2 separate regions of the Sus scrofa genome follow, and region 1 is linked to region 2. A link is a contact called in public Hi-C data. All regions are on one chromosome and are shown on one strand. The core of a region is the stretch at or near the end of the contact, and the rest is flanking DNA. Distances in the headings are between cores, read along the strand shown. Region 1 holds the start of GSTA4 (glutathione S-transferase alpha 4). Region 2 holds the start of MCM3 (DNA replication licensing factor MCM3).

Evidence for each region. Hi-C and Micro-C count contacts between places; a contact is called where the count stands out from the background.
Region 1: a Hi-C map of heart right ventricle shows a contact between it and region 2, with 2.9 times the contacts expected there. The contact joins the promoter of GSTA4 here to the promoter of MCM3 in region 2. A contact is called at or near these places in 2 of 47 Hi-C or Micro-C datasets (embryonic fibroblasts and heart right ventricle).

Annotation. Positions count from the first base shown.
Region 1 is chr7:46,654,777-46,658,841 of Sscrofa11.1, reverse strand. It overlaps GSTA4 (glutathione S-transferase alpha 4), which reads left to right and starts at 2,351. Exons shown (of 7, transcript NM_001243379.1): 1 at 2,351-2,444; 2 at 3,412-3,516. The coding sequence starts at 3,427. It overlaps ICK (serine/threonine-protein kinase ICK), which reads left to right. Exons shown (of 16, transcript XM_021098828.1): 16 at 1-171.
Region 2 is chr7:46,102,537-46,106,576 of Sscrofa11.1, reverse strand. MCM3 (DNA replication licensing factor MCM3) reads left to right here and starts at 2,152. Exons shown (of 17, transcript XM_001924813.6): 1 at 2,152-2,356; 2 at 3,593-3,705. The coding sequence starts at 2,279.

The DNA.
Region 1 (4,065 bases), core at 1,102-3,601, 550 kb before region 2:
AGCTAATATTTTATTTATAAAGCAAATATTCATAATGATGAGAAAATAGGACAGAAAATCACTTAAGTCCCTTCTGACTTAAAATGTTCCTTTGAAAAGTTTGCCCTAAGGTGTTTAAAAATATTGCATAAGGAAGATTCTGCTCCAAATAAAGTTACAGTTTAAGAAAAATTGATGTGTGATCTGTTTTTGTTTTTACGTTCTATCAAATGATAACATTGCTATGTCCTAATTTGGAATTTGGATGATTTAAAACTTCTTAACGCTCAATATAGTGTTACTGCCGGGAAATTGGAAGCATATACGTAGACAAGCAGTAGGAAGGGTTATCTTGCAATGCAGAGGCCTTTTAAAATTAGCTTTAAGCAAAATAGATAATAAAAAAAATTAATATAAAAAATGTTTTTAAAAAAGCAGATGAAAACAATCTTTTTGATTTCATTATGATTAATATCTCACTTGTATTTTTCTAGCTTTCATAGTAAACGCATGTACAAAACAATGCTTCAAAAGAAGCTCATAACTTCATGAATTCTATTCAAGATTCCACAGGAAACTGATTTCCCAAACATTCTTAGACTCCTTGAAAGAATTTTGAGGAACATGATTTACAGATGAATCTTTGTTAGTGAATCTGTAGATTTGCCCTTCCTGGTTAGAACACCTTCACTGCCCCCACCCCCGACTATATAATTATTCCCTTTGCCCTAAGATTTTGGCATATGTTCCCCCACTACCATCTGATCAGATGCCCCACAGAGTCAAGCTCTCAGCCACCAAAACCTGCTGTTCGAATAGGGTCCAATACATTCAATCCTAGCTGTGGCTGTTGCTTCCATCTTCCCGGAGTATTTACTTATAAAAGCACCTCTTAAACTGTGATCTAAAGGTCTTGATTTTTGTCCAGGCGATTCGATTTACTACTGAGTGGGTGGGGAAGGGTCAAAGGCCGAGACAAGTGCCCGGGGCCTCTGAACATATATATCAGGTAGATAGAAAGACGTCTTGAGTGGGACTGTCCCAGGTTGAGAGCAACTGAGAGTCTCCAAGAATAGAATGATTTCAAGGCTTCCAAGGAACACGATGACATTAGGATACCTGCCATAGAATGGCAGAATTATTATAACAGGACTTTTTATATCTCCACAAGCCTGTGTAAAGACAGAGTCTTATGACACTCCTTTAGGTTTTCTTTCAGGTAAACAAGATTGCTAGGATGTGATCCCTAATTTATTAGTCTGGACGTGTGAAGTGAGCGATTCTGTACGTTAGGGGAAAAATAGTAAAATAGCAATATGATATGGCTCAAGCAACTAGAAATAAGGAAATGGAGATAAATGGCTTATCAGCAAAGGTGAATAATAATGTTTGTTCTACTTAGTTCAATGAGAGTGGAAAAAATTAGTAAGGAATGATCACCTTGAGCAGGTTTAGATATGGCTCCCTCTCCATGTTAAACTGTGTTAGATCAGAATGAGGAAGACGAAATTGAATATATATATTATTTGTATTCGAAAGTGACTTTTCTGGCTCGCATGCAAAATGAAGAAACATCTCTATTCACCGTGTCAAGGAATAAAGGAGGGGAAGGAGAAAGCAATACACAAAATGAGAGAAATTAAGTTCTACGTTTAATACGTGTACTTAATGCCTTTTGAAAATTTAGTCAAGATACCTGCTCTTGCAGTGTGTAAGAAAAAGAAAAGAATAATGTCAAAAGAATAAGTAAAAGAAAGGAATAATGTCAAAAGAAAGGCAGACTGCCACATGCAGCGCCTCATTTGGATGTGTCTGGAGTCTTGGAAGCTTGACTACCCTACGTTCTCCTACAAATGGACCTTGAGAGCTTGTTTGGAGGTTCTAGCAGGGGAGCGCAGCTACTCGTATACCCTTGACCGAAGAACGGTCCTCCTCTATCGGGGATGGTCGTCCTCTTCGACCGAGCGCGCAGCTTCGGGAGGGACGCACATGGAGCGGTGAGGGAGGAAGGGGACACCCGCCTAGCCAGCCAGATCAGCCGAATCAACCCTGGCGATCAATGGGGTGACAGATGTCGCAGCCAGATCGCCCTCACATCCGAGGCCTGAGGAAGGCCGCGCGGTATATAAACCTGAGGAAATTTGTGTCTTTCTGCATAGGCCGAGTTATTTATTGCACTAAATCGCTAACATGCCTTTCAAACTAAATCTAACTAACACTTAAAAGGTCAATTAATCCCTCAGATCGCTAAAATTTGGGTTTAAATGACGTGAATTGGGGTTACTTTTGTATTATCCAGCATGCCTTGCAGAATGGGTGGAGCATGCTAAATACTGCCGTCTCTATTGGCGAAATCCTCCGGAGCCTCGCCCACCTCGAGCATCTCCGGCAGCCCGCGGGTTCCCCAGCTGCAGACAGCTAGCGGGGGCGTTTTGTTCGGTTCCGGGCGCTCGGAGTGGACCCAGGTCTGTCTTTCTCTTGCTGCCCCCACCTGCCCTTTCCCCTCTTAACTGTTTTTCTCCTGGCTCTGAGCCTCTGACTCTCCCTCCATACCCTAAGTACCCTGCGCCCATCCTTCTCTCGTCTTTCTCTCCTAGGTCCTTTGCGCCCCCGCACCATCCGGGTCGGTGGGGCCCCCGGGCCGGGGTGGGGGTCTTGCTCGGCTCGATGTGGAATGATTTTTAACACTCTCTGTGGAGTTCGCAGCCCTGTAAGGGGAGGCAGGCTCGGATGGTCCCCGAGCCAGGCCACGCGGGCTGAGCAGCCACGCGAAGTGCTGGGGCCTGGCTCCGCGGCCCAGCGGTGGTTTGGTCGCAGCGGGGGCTGGGGGCTCGTGTCCTCGCCGGGAGCAGGCGGGGCTTGCGCGACCTAGGGCCGCTTTGCCCGCAGACGCAGGCCGTGCAAACAATAGTAATCTTTGGTCCATCCACCTCCCTGTTGCTGTGAGGCTCAAATCTGAATGCGTGTGGACGCGAATTCTTGCAGCTGTTCCATGGGTATGTTTCTTCTCCGCGGCCTGGGGTCTGGCCTGTCCGGGCCGAATTTGTGAAATCTCAGATTTTCAAGGTCAAAGTATATGATGTTCCTAATCTGCGAAGTCCCGTGTTGCTAGTACAGATGTCTTTCCAGCAACTGGCCTCAGCTTCCCACGATCCAGAGTGTGAAATCATAAATAGAAATGATATGAAAGCCAAGTGTGTGGGCTTATTTAAGGTTTTAAAATGGTGGTATGTTATTGTTGAGTGAGGGAAAACGCAGTGGTGGTGGGGGGGGGGGATATAAATAAAACCCCTTCCCTTCCAAACCACAGAAATCCAAAAAAACAATTTCTTGTGCCCAAATCTTGAATATTCATTTAGCGTCTGAGGACTGGGATGAGGACACGAAATTGAGGCAGTTCTTTTGCGAGGAGCTGCTGGGTTTGTTTTTCAGAAAAGCTGAAAAGCCATGATGGCTACGAAGCCCAAGCTCCACTATCCCAATGGACGAGGCCGGATGGAATCCGTGAGATGGGTTTTAGCTGCCGCAGGAGTCGAGGTACCTTCCCTACCAATTGCTGTTTCTGCACAAATTTGTCCTACAACGTTGGGACTTTCGAGGGAAATGTCAATGGGGAGCCCTGTCTTCTCCCTCTAATACTACAGACATGGTTCAACGAATCGGAAGAGCCCTTCCATAAAAGGATTTCTCTATTAAGAATGGAGTTGATGGAATTCTATTTTACTTTTAGCTTTTTCTTAATCATAGGCTTCTGATCTACCACCAATAAATATTTATTAATGAGGAGAAAAGGAATGAAGCTGCAATTTGCCAATTATACCCAGAATTTTGTGAATATAGAATATCTGAGTGAAGAGTTCCCGTTGTGGCTCAGTGGTTAATGAATCTGACCGAGAACCATGAGGTTTCGGGTTCTATCCCTGGCCCCGCTCAGCGGGTTAAGGATCCGGTGTTGCCATGAGCTGTGGTGTAGGTCGCAGATGCAGCTTAGATCCCGCATTGCTGTGGCTCTGGCGTAGGCCGGTGGCTACGGCTCCAATTCAACCCCTACCCTGGGAACCTCCATATGCCGCCAGAGCGGCCAAA
Region 2 (4,040 bases), core at 903-3,402:
CAAGGCCTAGGGTGGAGAGAAATGGGATACAGACAGAAGGCAAGAATGTACGCAAAAATGGAAACCAGATGCATTGCTTGATCAGGTTACATATGCTACTTCATCCTGAATAAAGAGTAGAGGAGGGCCATGACTCAGCTTGACTCTGTATGAGATACGTACAAACGCCCCCAACTTTTATTGTTTTAATTTTTTAGCAACAACCTGATTGATTGTCCTTTCTTACAGTTTGGAGGAGCAGGGGATAGCAAAGGAAACACACTTCTCTGCTCAAAGATCTCATGTTCTAACAAATAAATAACTGAATGTCCCTTATGGCTGAAGATAATGACATTAAGGCAAATCAAGTCTTCATCTAGAATTTATCCAGGATTAATTCTAAATGGATTTTTTTCTTTTTTTACAGTTTTCAAATTTGCCATAAGTTCATGCACTGTCAGAATGGATTTTCATCTTTATATGAGGAAATTAAAGCTCATAGAAAAGTATGTTTGAATCAAAGGTTTGGTTTTCATATTTTTATCTCTCTGGACTTTCTATTGCAAATGACTTGATTTCTTTACTTGTGTGAACGAAACTTCCTGGTTCTTTTAGTGTTTATTTCAAGCTGTTTCCAGAGCAGATAATATTGTCAACATTGCCTTCATTATATTCATAAAATACAGTTATGATCAAGTGATAAAGGCATTTTCAAGTTAATAAGTAATATATAATTACAAGTAGGTGCCTTATCTAGAATTCCTCTTTCTTTTTTTTTGCCTATTAATATAAACAAAAGCAAGCAGCCAGATAAAGGCCTTTTCCCTTTGAGTAAGGATCTATATATCTGCTCCCTAGGATGACACAAAACATACGGTAACTATAAACATGATAACTAAAGTATAAACTATAACAACTAAATAATACATACATACAAATAGATGGCATAGAAATTTTGTTTAGGCAGATTATACTTAAAATACTTAGCAGGGCATAGTGAATCCTGGAAACCTTAAAACATGATTAGTTAACTGAAATTTCAGATATAGAATTATCAGGTGTTTAGTCCTGTGCACTGAAATTAAGGGCAATGGGACTGCTCCTTGTGCATTCAGTGGTTACAAGGGTGTACACATCAAAAAATTCATTGAAATGGATGTAAGATTTGTGCATTTTACCTCAAAAAAACCCCCAAAATATAAACAAACTGCAAAAGACTAAAAAGAAAACAAACCAAAAAAACCTCCTGCGATATGCAATCGGTCTTTTAATTGTTTATAATTTCAGATTTGCTGTTTTAATTAATGACTGAAACTTAAGAGTGGCGTGAAACACCTTTTGTTTCTCCTTCTATTTAATTACCTTTCCATAAGCTAAGTTTTTAAAAAAGATTTTGTGAACTTCTCATAAGGCGAGAAAGACTTTAACTTACCCATTTGCGAGTAGGATGGTGTAGTAATTACGTCCATAATTTCTTACAAAACACGAGGTCATCTGGGGTGGGGGTGGGGAAACGTCGCGAAAATTTTTCTTTCACGTTCCTCTCTTCCGCGGCCTAATATTTTTGTGGGGTATTTCAGGCCACGGTATTCAGATAGCAAATGAGTTGCTGAACTAAAGAACCTCTCCCAAAGATGCTGTGATTCTATTCTCCACCCTAGATTCTCGAAATTCACTTTTTCCCCGAATGCCACTAGAGGGCGTTTGAAAAACCTATCTATAGCACAACTGATATATATTGGATATATTTTAAAAACGGTTTGCCTTTGTGTTTTTTTCTCCCTGCATGCTAAACTCACATTCTCTGACGTCTAGTCTAGTTTCAGTCCAATCGCCGGGCCGAGTTTCACTCAGTGGCAGGTCGGGGAACCGCAACCAGAAAACACCCGGTAAAACATTGAGGAAAAAGAGGGACGACTACGACTCCCAGAAGGCAGCGCTTCAGGTCTCGCTGGCTCTCCGGCTGCCCAAGGAGCAGGCTCTGCGAGCCTCCTCTCATCTCATTGGTCAGCTTTCCTGTCAGTAAAGGTGGAGTAAGGAGGGGCCCGGCTAGCACAGTTCCCGCCACTCGGAGGAGCCGCAGAGAAAACCTAGAGAAGAAGCCGTCCTCGATTGGATACTCGCTGTTCTCGCGTAGGAATAACCAGCCAATCAGAGTGTATATATCCTCCCAAATACCCCACCCCTTCCTTGGGGTTACTTTTGTTGGCGGGAAAAGTAGAGAGGTTTTCGCGCCGGGGCGGGGCTACGCTAGGCTCTTTCGCGCGGCTCCGCTGGCAGGAGTTCCTTAGCAGCGAGCATGGCCGGGACCGTGGTGTTGGAAGATGTGGAGCTGCGAGAGGCGCAGAGAGACTACCTGGATTTCCTGGACGACGAGGTAAGGGAGGGCTGGGTGGTCCAGGAGCCCCGGGGGCCGCACTGAGGCCGAGGGAGACCGCGGAGCTCCAGGCTGCGGCGGCGGGACGGAGGTTAGGGACCTTCCGCCCTGATCTTGTAGCCTTTCTGGCAGCGGAGTCTGTGGTTGAGAGCAATCCTGTGGCTTTGCAGAGTACAAATGATGGCCGGGTCTCGCGAAAGGCGCAGGTTTCCTCCAAGCGCAAACCAAGTGCAAAGGCCACGCTGACTTTTTTCACTCCCTGCTCTCTTAATTTGGAGGGAGGGTCGGGGAAGGACCGCTGGAGAACGGTGATGGTAGTGACCTGCAGACTTATAGGGTCCCCAGGTTTTAGTGGCTGACTTTCCTGCCGGAGGAAACGACTCCCTTATTTGGCCGCGTTCCTTTTTCCCTACCTTTTGGGACGGAGAGAAATAGTGTTGGCGTGCAAATAAGGGGGGTTTGTATGCAGTTTAAGATTGACAGCCACAGAATGTTGTTTAAAGCGTCTTGAAGGGTTGATAGTGCTCTGTTTGCGAATGTCCGGATATGGGAACTCTATATTATGCAGATGATTGGGGAAATAAAGTAATTCCAGACAAAATTCTGCAACGAAAAGTCACTTTGAGTATTAAAAGTCTGTTTAATTTGCATTTTAACAAGGATTTTACTTGTTCTTTTTAAATTTTTTTTTTAGTTTTTAAATATTTTTTACATTGAAGGCTAGTTGACTTAGTGTTGTGTTTCAGGTGTATAGCAAAGTGATTCTGTTTTATATATGAGTGTGTGTGTGTATATATACACATATATATATATTCTTTCTCAGATTCCTCTTCATTAGACATTATTATAAGATTGAGTATGGTTCCTGGGCTATACAGTAGGTCCTTGTTTATTTTAGATATATTAGTATGTATCTGTTAATCCCAGACACCTACTTTATTCCTTCCCCTTAACTTGTCCTTAATTCCCCAGTAAAGGTTGTGAAATGACTGCACACAGAAGAGCTATTGGTGATAATAGGAATTACAGCATGGGTCTTGAGGAAGTCATAATTCATACACTGGTCTCTTAGGTGTCTTTGGAATGTGAGACTAGTGAGTGAAAATGTGGGAGGAACTGGGATTCACCTCTGCTGCAGAGATTGATATATTTATCTTGCTGTGAGAGCTGCCTCTGTTTAAAAGCATCATATATTTGAATTTGTGGCCGTTGTGACATGTGGTGGTTCTTTTGCAGGAAGATCAGGGAATTTATCAGAGCAAAGTTCGGGAGCTGATCAGTGACAACCAGTACCGCTTGATTGTCAATGTGAATGACCTTCGCAGGAAGAATGAGAAGAGGGCTAACCGGTGAGTGGCTAGGTGTCCACCGCCACATCCTGGCCCTGAGTCAGAATGGCTCCCTTCTCTTCATTGGATTGGAGTAGACTTCCCAGCAGAGGATCTGGATGAAATGTTTCTGACCTAGAAGCCCTTAGTACCTCACCTGCTCTTATGTTTTTTACTTCTTTCCAAAGTAGGTGGTAGGCATTTTCCTCTCAAGAGCCCTTCCTACCGTGTTTAATTATATATCATGTCTCTGTCTTTGATAAGTTGAATTAAGGTTGGCCCTCAGTTCTGGTGTATTTTACTGGGTCTTGTAGGATGGCAGGAGAAAGTAGAAGCCAGATTTTCACTCCTAAGCT